2 separate regions of the Callithrix jacchus genome follow, and region 1 is linked to region 2. The links are chromatin contacts, called in public Hi-C maps. All regions are on one chromosome and are shown on one strand. Each heading gives the region's core, a stretch centred on a gene start, on an enhancer-like site or on the middle of the called end of the contact. The rest is flanking DNA. Distances are from core to core; before and after follow the strand shown. Region 1 has its middle 14 kb from the start of RPS24. Region 2 has its middle 260 kb from the start of RPS24.

Region 1 (4,668 bases), core at 1,611-4,110, 250 kb before region 2:
GCTGGAGTGCAGTGGCGCAATCTCAGCTCACTGCAGCCTCCACCTCCTGGGTTCAAGCGTTTCTCCTGTCTTAGCCTTCCGAGTAGCTAGGATTACAGGCATGTACCACCATGCCTGGCTAATTTTGTATATTTTAGTAGAGACGGAGTTTCTCCATGTTGGTCAGGCTGGTCTTAGACTCCTGATCTCAGGCGATCCACCTGCCTCAGTCTTCCAAAGTGCTGGGATTACAGGCGTGAGCCACTGTGCCTGGCCCCAAGTATTAATAACTCAGAAAAAGGGACCAGATCAGGAATTGGGAGACACAGTTCCTGATTTCCATCCACTCAGCTTCCAATCAGCTGGGGCAACGAATGGGCAAAATACTTCCCTTTTCTGGGCTTCTCTCCCTCTCTGTGTCAGCTATCCAGGCTACATGAGTTCCCAAACCTGGCATCTGGGGGCTTTTTTTTTTTTTTTTTTTTTTTTTGCTGGGGGAGACAATATCACTGTCAGCCTGGCTGGAGTGGAGTGGCATTATTTCAGCTCACTGCAACCTCTGCCTCCTGGGTTCAAGCAGTTCTGCTTCAGCCTCCTTAGTAGCTGGGATTATAGGTACCTGCCACCACGCTCAGCTAATTTTTTTGTATTTCTAGTAGAGACTGGGTTTTACCATGTTGGCCAGGCTCCTGATTTCAGGTGATCCACCCACCTGCCTTGGCCTCCCAAAGTGCTGGGATTACAGGGGTGAGCCACCACGCCTGGCCATTGGGCGCTTGTTAAAAGTAGAAATGCTCTCTGGGTGAGGTGGCTCATGCTGTAATCTCAGCACTTTGGGAGGCTGAGGTGGGCAGATCACTCGAGGTCAGGAGTTGGAGACCAGCCTGGCCAACATGGTGAAACCTCATCTCTACTAAAAATACAAAAATTAGTTGGGTGTGGTGGCATGCACCTGTAATCCCAGTTACTCGGGAGGTGGAGGCACATGAATTGCTTGAGCCCAGGAGGCGGAGGTTGCAGTGAGCTGAGATCGTTCCACTGCACTGCAACCTGGGCGACACAGTGAGGCTCTGTCTCAAAAACAAACAGCATCAAAATTAGTTCTGGGTGGCTCCCAAACATTTGACGTTTTCACAGCTTCGCAGGTGATGCTGCTGATAGTCAGGCTTGGGAAACTGGACTGAAGGGTCTTGAAGATCACGTCTGCCTCTGAGAATTCTAATGGGAACACTGCCCTTGTCCTCGAGAAGTTGGCAAATGAACAGTAATACTCTTGCTCAATAATGACCACAGAATAGCTAACATGTATTGTTTACCATGTGTCAGGTACTGAGCTAAGTCTTGCACACAGTATCTCATTTAACTTTCTTTTTCTTTTTTTCTTTTTGAGATGGAGTCTCGCATTGTTGCCCAGGCTAGAGCACTGGATTGTACTAGAGTGCATCAGTGGTGTGATCTCTTCTCACTGCAACCTCCACCTTCTGGGTTCAAGTGATTCTCCTACCTCAGCCTCCCGAGTAGCTGGGATTACAGGGGTGCACCACCACACCCAGCTAATTTTTGTATAGTAGAGACGGGGTTTCACCATGTTGGCCAGGCTGGTCTTGAACTCCTGACCTCACGTGATCCGCCTGCCTCAGTCTCCCAAAGTGTTGGGATTACAGGCATGAGCCACCGAACCTGGCCTCATTTACCTTTTAAAAACACTCTGAGGGAAATACTGTTACCCCCATTTTACAGATGAGGAAATTGAGGCTCAAAGAGGTTAAGGAACTTGGTCAAGGTTACACAACTATTGCATTCTACGATAAGCCCGGGGGCATTTGTGGAACATCTCGCCAAGTAGCTGGAAATGGTCCTGAGCCTTAATGGGTGTGGGGGATTAGCTGGGGCAGTGGTTCTCCAGGTATGGTCCTGGACAGCAGTGGCAGCATGACCTGGGAACCTCCTGGAAATGCAGTTTCTTGGGCTCCACCCTAGAATTACTGAATCAGAAGCTGTGGGTGGGGCCAGAGAACCTGTGTGTTCTTTTTTGTTTTGAGACAGAGTCTTGTCACCCAGGCTGGAGAGCAGTGACTCACTGCAACCTTTGCCTCCTGCGTTTAAGCAATTCTCCACCTCAACCTCCTGAGTAGCTGGGACTACAGGCGTCCACCACCATGCTTGGCTATTTTATTTTTGTATGTTTAGTAGAGATGGGGTTTCACCATGTTGGCCAGGCTGTTCTCAAACTCCTGACTTCAGGTGATCCACCCATCTTAGTCTCCCAAAGCACTGGGATTATGGGTGTGAGCCACTACGCCCAGCCAGAACCTGTGTTTTCACAAGCCCTCCAGGTGATTCAGATGCACGCTGAAGTTTGAGAACCACTGAGCTTAAGGGAGGGGAGGATATTCCAGATGCGGGGAGTTATGGAGATCAGAAAGAACTATGCTGTAGACTGCCCCATCCCTGTCTTTCACTTGGTGAGATCAAGAGGTGTGATGCACTGTGCAGATTCCCACGAGGGGGCACTGTGGGCACAGGCGTGGAAGCTGTCTGCTTTGTTGTCAAGACCGCTACCCTTGTGGAAGTGTGAAAAAAGCCTGGTGCCAGATCAACTGGAGAGGTCACTCTTTCTTCTCACAGAAGGTCTAATGGGGGTGGTAGTCTTGTTTATAGGATTCGGCCCTCATAAGGAAGCTGAACCTGGAGGGCTGTTCATATGTGCACGGTGCTGTCTACCCATCCGTGCTGCAAGGTCTCTGCAGATCCTGTGCAAACAGCAATACCCTTTGTAGCTGCCCAGCCAGGCAGCTTGCAGTTTCTGTGGTGGGGGCCAAATGCTGGAACCCCAGCAGCCGATTCTGTTTCAGCCTTCTCCCTTCAGTGCTGTGTCTCTGTCCTATTCTTCAACAAGCTTGGGTCTGGGGCCACAGTGCTGGGTCTAAGACCCATTTTCAAGCCTTAGCTCTGCCCCACCACACTTCATGGTCCCTGGCAAGATCCCTTTCTCCTCTGGGCCTCAGTTTCCTATGCTGTCGGATGAGAGAGTGGTGCCAATAAAGTGGCTGTCAGCATCTCTTTCCGGTATAAAATCCTGCCTTGGGAGGTGAGGAAGAGCCTGCCTTGTGCTTCTCAAGGACCTTGGATTGCAGGGGACCTATAATCCCTGCTACATGATACCCATCTCCAGCATCCACTTAAGTAAGCATTTCCAGGGATGTGGTGCAAGGCAGTAAGGTGGAATCTCTCAAGCTAGATTTTTTAAACAGTCCATATCTTCAGACATCCAGGATTTGCTTTTATAGGTTTCTATTCTGCACTGTTTGGAAGAAGGAAAATTTACACCATGTTCTCCTTTCTGCTGCAGTGTGTATTTCTTCCAAAAATACATTGCCTTGGAGGGGCTTCAGCATTCACCTCGTTAATCCAGGGATTGGCATCCTATACTCTCGGTGACTGCTCACCCAGCTGAGCCACTGCTCTGCCTGGGCAGGAAATCTCCAGAAATGCCTTTTCAGAGCACTGTAGATGTGCTCATCCCTGGGTTATAAGGTGATTCAAGAGAGTGGTCTGCTTGAATCTCCCACTGTGGATGATGATATTTAGAGAGCCTGGTTAGAAATTACCCAACCTGCCACGTGTGGTGGATCATGCCTGTAATCCAGCACTTTGGGAGGTTGGGGTGAACAGATCATTAAGTCAAGAGATCGAGACCATCCTGGCCAACATGGTAAAATCCCATCTCTACTAAAAATACAACAATTAGCTGGGTGTGGTGGTGTGTGCCTGTAGTCCTAGCTACTTGGGAGGCTGAGGCAGGAGAATCACTTGAACCTGGGAAGTGGAGGTTGCAGTGAACCAATATTTCACCACCACATTACATCCTTGCAATAAGTAAGATTCTGTCCTAAAAAAAAAAAAAAAAGCAATTGCCCAACCCATAGGCAAACGTCATTAACCGCAGCTGTCCTTGGTGGAGGAAACAAGTTAAACATGCTGTCTCTTTCCATCAGGCCTCCTTGGAGTGGGGAAGGAGAGCTCTTCAGTTCCTCTGGTACCTTCATGAAGCATGTAGGATGTGTTGCTTTTTCTTCTGTTTATGGATGAGGCACAGAGAGGGTAGATGACTTGCCCCCAGACCTTCAGCTCGTTCATGCTGGGGAAAGGAGTGAGCTTCAGGCTCTTCCCCCAGAGCTCACACCCCTCCCGACAGCAGGCGAGTCATTTGCTTCTCAAGCTCTGTTTCTTGCATTTGTAAGGTTACAAAGCACTGCATGCTGTCTGGGGTACCTTTTCCCTGCTGTTCAGTTCATTGCCCTGTGTCGTCTTACAGAGTGTGTCACTGGTACAGAAATGTTCCCTAGGAGGTGGCTAGAGTTGAAACGTCTCCCACTGGTGCTCCTGGCTTGGTCATGGGTTTAGAGGGTATGTTGAGGAGGCCTTCTTCTGCAAGTCACTGAGAAGTCAGCTTACACTGCCTTGAACAGTGAGGTTGCTTATTAGCTCTGGTAAGAAACCCCTGGATGCCCAGGGTCCTTCAGGGTTGGTGGATGCTGCAGTTTAACTTTGAGGATGTAGGTGTTTTCTCTCTCCACTCTTCTGCCAGTGCTGGTGCCATTCTGAGGGATAGTTGCCAGTCACTGTGGGGCTGGGACTGGATGAGGCATTGAAGTGTTTAGCATGTGAAGTCCAAGGAGGTCTCCA
Region 2 (5,064 bases), core at 537-3,036:
TAAAATTTCTATTCTTTTCCAGATTGTTTCTAACAATACGCATGTCTATTGGAATCAGATTTTAAAAATAAACATGATTTTTAAAAGGAAGCAAACAAACAAAACTGAACAGAAGGGAGGCTGGGTTTCTTGGGGATTTCAGGAGTGCCTGTCTCTCTATGACCTGGGCAGTGCTCTTCTGAGAGGAACGAGGGCTGGGGAGGCAGAGAGGGCGATGGCAGGTCACCAGCATTGAGAAAGGCCTCAAGGCCACTTTGAGAAGGACACCATGCCCTGGAGCACAGGCTGAGCCCTGGATTCCCGACATTGGAGGCCTTTGGGAGTGTCAGAATGAGCATCCCTCCCCTGGAGGGGCCTGCCTTTCTACCACGGAGGCTAACACCACGACAGCCACGGTGAGCCACCCTCCTGCCCAGTTTCTCATGTGTCAAGCACTGTGTTCAGTGCCTTCACAGGTAACTTCAGTAAGTCACCATAGGCATGCTGCAACTAACTTGGTACTGGTGATATTCTGTTGGTTTTAAATGGGGAAACTGAGGCTCAGGAAGGTTCAGTGTTTTGCTGGAGGTCACAAAGCCAGGCAGGGCAGAGCCAGATTTCAACTTCCATCTGTCTGGCTCTGATGACTTCCTTACCTTGTGGCAGCATCTCCAGAGATCATGGGTCAGCCTCTTCTTGCCAGAGGCCAGGTGTGTGTGTGTGTGTGTGCGCGCACGCGCGTTGTGTGCACATAGACACATACACACTGAGTGACAGAGGGACAAAAACAGTTAGTGGGCACTCTCACAGGCCCTGTGCTGGAAATTCATCATCGTCTTCCAGCAAACCCTGCAAAGTAGGTTCTAATGATGTTTCCATTTACCCCTAACCTTGCGTGGTGGCACACTTTACGAGTGTCACTGGCTGCCCAGGGTGACCTGGGATTCCAGTTCAGGTTTCTCTGACACTGATCCTGACCCTAGTGTGCTTCCGCACAATCTTGCTCCCCTGGCTACTGGTGTTCTGCGGGTCTAGGACAGGTGCGGCAAACTAGAGCCAAATACTGCCCCCTGCCTGCCTCTGAACGGTCGCTGAGCTGAGAATGATTCTTACCTTTATTAAAGCGTTGTAAAAACAAAAGTCAAAGATTATGTGACAGAAACATACGTGGCTGGGCGAAGCCTAACATACTTACTTCCTGGCCTTTTAGAGAAAAGGTTTGACGACTCCTAGCTTAGGGTCCTGAGGCCCAAGGAGGGACTCCTGGTCCTGCACACCTTTGTTCTCCACATTTGGGGGTCTCAATGCTGCATGGTTGTGGACTCAAAGCACTGGGGTGGTGGGCTTTTAAAAAATGAGCTGTAAAAAGTCTGCCACACATAGGACACTGCTACATAGGGAGGTCGACTCACTTTCCCACTTATATTTTGGGGGGATATCTGTGCCCAGGGAAAAACTCAGTGATCCCTGTTGGATTTCTAGGGTGAAGGGCTTTTATCTCAGCATGAGGTCAAATGCATCTATGTGTGGGTGACAATGAACTTCAGCATCTAGCATGATTCCCCTGCAAAGCCTTGAGTGTCAGGCATAGCGCCAGGCGCCAGGGAAGAAAGCACGTCCCTGCGGACCTCACACAGCCCAGTCTGGAGAAGCAGGGAAACCCCTCTCGTGTATCCGAGTTGGAGGAAGGGGCTATGAGAATGGGAAGAGGGGCAGGGAGGACGGTCAGGAAATGCAGGCAGTGACACCTGCGCAGCGTCCTGGGAGAGGAGGCGTTACACGGCCCTCGAGGAAGGGCCATGGGGAAGGTGGTGCTGACCAGGCGCGGCGGCGGGAACGGCCTGGGCAAAGGGGCGCAGAGGGGCGGCGGAGCGCGGAGCGGGGCTGTAGGTGTCAGCAGAGGCGCGGCTTTGGGTCGGCACGACCCGCCTCTCGGCCCGCGCGGCCATTGTCTGCGCCCGGCGCCGCCTTGGCAGCAGAAGGTGACATCTGGTGACTAATGGCCGCGGCTGCGCGCCGCGCTTCTCCCTCCCGCAGCGCCCGGGGCGCAGCTGCCGCGCCCCCTCCTCCCCCTTCTTCTCTCCCTCCCTCCTCTCGGCTCGGTGGGCCAGCGTGGGGGCGTGGGGCGGGCAGGATCGATGCCCTGGTTTCCGAAGGGCCGAGGCCGCCCCGCCCCACCGGTGCGCATGCGCGTCCTCCTGCTCGCTCCAGTGGCCACCAGCCCGCGAGGATGCGGCTCCCCGCCAGGGGCAGTGCAGGGAACAGCCGTGCCCCGCTGCCCCTGGCCGGCCTCATTGGCGGCTGCAAACAGGAGCCCATACGCACGTGCATTAACACACAGGTGCATGAGCTCACAGTCACACGTGTTGTCATGCATTGTACACCTGTGCTTGTTCATGTGTGTTCACAGACGCATATATGGGGCCGTTCTTGCCCACAGACTTACCTCCAGAATGTCTTTGCGTGTGTTCACATAGGCACACACATCACGTGTGGACTCGTGCAGCAATGCTCTGCTTACACACTCAAATGTAGGAACACCCGTGGGCGCGTCTATACACACTCATAGGCACGGTAGGTGCTGCCCTTGTCCTCGCCAAAGTCTGAGGGAGGGACAAAATGCCTAATTTAGATCCAAGAGAGGATCTAGTGTAAACTAGGTACCCCTCTTCCCCAGCGTTTACTGATAAATTAGTTGCATTTGAAAAACTACATGAAAAACCTTGAGATTTCATCTATAGATCTGGATTTCTGCCTTCTTTTGCAAAATCAGAAGCCCAGGAAATTTGAAGTGTACTCCCAGTTGACCATCATGAGCTGGGGCTGAGCTGCAGGTGCCCCCTCAGTCTGTGCTTGAAACTCCCCTACCTCCCTCCAATGGCCTTCTCCCCATGCTGGTTTCTTCCCCCCCAGCCAGGAGTTCCCATGTGGAGCCTCACCCCTAGTGCTGACTTTGGAGCTGGGCTAACTAGCTTTAGCTCTGATGTCCACAGCAAGGAGAACCTCCCCGCTGTATGATGCTGGGGGTGCTGCCAGCCATAAGGAATTCCTCTGCAGTCGGCAAAGTACCACCTGAGATCCATGTAATTCTGCTGATAGCTCTGAGAGGAGAGTGCTAGTGCTTCCATCTTACAGTTTAGGAGATGGCGCCTTGGGAGTAATGATATCACCACCTAGCTGGAAAATGCAGATGGGGTTTGCAATCACTATAGCTGAATGATGGGGAGGGGAGCAGGGTACCTCTACTTCAAAGTGCCCCTGAAGCTGGCTCCTGCCTGGCTCTGACACATCTGTTCTCCTCTCTCATATTGTTCCTCTCAGCCTCTGGCCTGGTGGGGACACCTGGTTCACAGAGGGAGAGGCCAGTTCCTGAATCTTCTGGGTGTCTGCATGATGTCAGGCTCTGGCTAAACTAGTGAATGGCAGCCCACGGAGCAGTGGGAAGCTATGTGGATGTTAGTGCCAGTCCTGGCACGCTTTATTCCTTCATCATCTCATCCACTCACGGGCTCTGGCTACCTGTGAGGGCTGACACCCTGCCTGATGGCTCACCTGAGCCTCTGTCTCACTCATTCTTCTCCACTGGAAATCTGGCATGTCCAAAACCAGTCTGTGAAGTGTGGCAACCTCAGGTGGGGTGTCCAAAGTGGATACGGCCTGAGTTCAGATCCCAGCTCTCCTACTCCCTTCCTGTGAGACCCTGGACAACTAGTTGCCCTCTGTGCCTTCAGTGTCCTCCTCTGCAAACTGAGAACCATAATCATACCTGCTTCGAGGATTGCCCAGTGAGGATTAATTGAGGAAATTTATGCAAAGCACAGAATTGGTGCCTAACACAGATCCGGTGCTGTCAATACTCATGCTTTTCGCTCCCACCTTGGTTGGTTTGTACTTTCACAAACCCAAGACAGGATGCTGAGAATGACTCCGCTCCTCTCTTTGCATCTTCCACACATTCAGTCCTGTCCATTTGACCTCCTCAGGAGCTCTGGAGTTTGTGCTGTCCTCTCACCCAGGGTGCCTCTGCTCTGGTTTAGTTTGGTGTCACCTCTGGCCTGCACACTTGTGGCCCCTAGCCAGGTTCCCAGGCTACAGGCTCCTCGAACTTAAATCCAGCCTCACTGCTGCCCTTAAAAAGCACACTGTGTTATGTGCACATCTAAGCTCCACGACCTGGCAGTCACTGTGGGTGGGTGAAAGGATGCCCTCTAAGGACTCGCTAAGGGTCTGGGGTGTCTAGGGTGAAATTTTAGTAAGTAAAGCTGGATGTGTGCTTTTTCTCTCACCGTTCTGTCTGCCAGACCTCATACTTAGCAGCCAGTGGACCCTTCGCTCCCACCTAGCATATACACTTTCTCCGCTCCATGCCTTTGCCCAAGCTGTGCTTCTTGCCTGGAAACTCCCTTCCCCACAATTCCAACTCCACTTTCTGTTCTGAGCTCACCTATCCTGACCCTCCAGCCTCCCTTTATATTCAGCTTGTCACCTCTCTTTCATGTTCTGCTTAAAGCACCCTGTGTAGATTGCCTTGAATCTGCACTTAACCTCTTGTCATATTTCTCTGTTTACAGGCCACCCAGACCAATGCTTCTCAAACTTTATCATGCATATGAACCACTTGGGGATCTTTTCCAAATGCAGATTCAGCTGATCTGAGTCTGAGTCTCTGCATTTTTAACAAGCTCCCTGATGATGCTAATGCTGTTGGTTCAGGACTATATTTTAAATAACAAATACTTGGATAGCGAGTCCCTAGATGGCAATGACTTGTATTCAGTTCATCTTGGTATCCCTGGTACCTAGCTAACAGTTTGGCAAACGGAAAATCAATTAAATGCCTAGTGAATTGAATGAATGAATGAATGAATGAATGAAAGGCATCTCATCCAGATGAGAATGTTGGGAAGTCTTTTGGAGTTGTTGATAGCTGAGCTGCATCCTTAGGGAGGTGTAGGAGGGAGCCAGGTAGAGAGGGCAGTGGTGGGTTGTGATACCCCAGGTGAAGGTCAGGGCTAAGTCACAGGGATGTGCAGAAGAACAGGTGTAGGATAGTGCAGGAATGAAAGATTTGAAGTTCAAGGTATT

Evidence for each region. Hi-C and Micro-C count contacts between places; a contact is called where the count stands out from the background.
Region 1: a Hi-C map of induced pluripotent stem cells shows a contact between it and region 2, with 4 times the contacts expected there. The contact joins two enhancer-like sites. A contact is called at or near these places in 2 of 3 Hi-C or Micro-C datasets (induced pluripotent stem cells and skeletal muscle).

Annotation. Positions count from the first base shown.
Region 1 is chr12:52,164,318-52,168,985 of calJac240_pri, reverse strand. No RefSeq gene overlaps it. Among named protein-coding and RNA genes, the nearest start is that of RPS24, 14 kb to the left of the region's middle. Within about 2 kb of position 2,860, at least 2 of the 16 cell types and tissues checked have an H3K27ac peak or open chromatin away from gene starts, as enhancers often do.
Region 2 is chr12:51,913,608-51,918,671 of calJac240_pri, reverse strand. It overlaps a transcript of LOC118146292 not described here. Among named protein-coding and RNA genes, the nearest start is that of RPS24, 260 kb to the left of the region's middle. Within about 2 kb of position 1,786, at least 12 of the 16 cell types and tissues checked have an H3K27ac peak or open chromatin away from gene starts, as enhancers often do.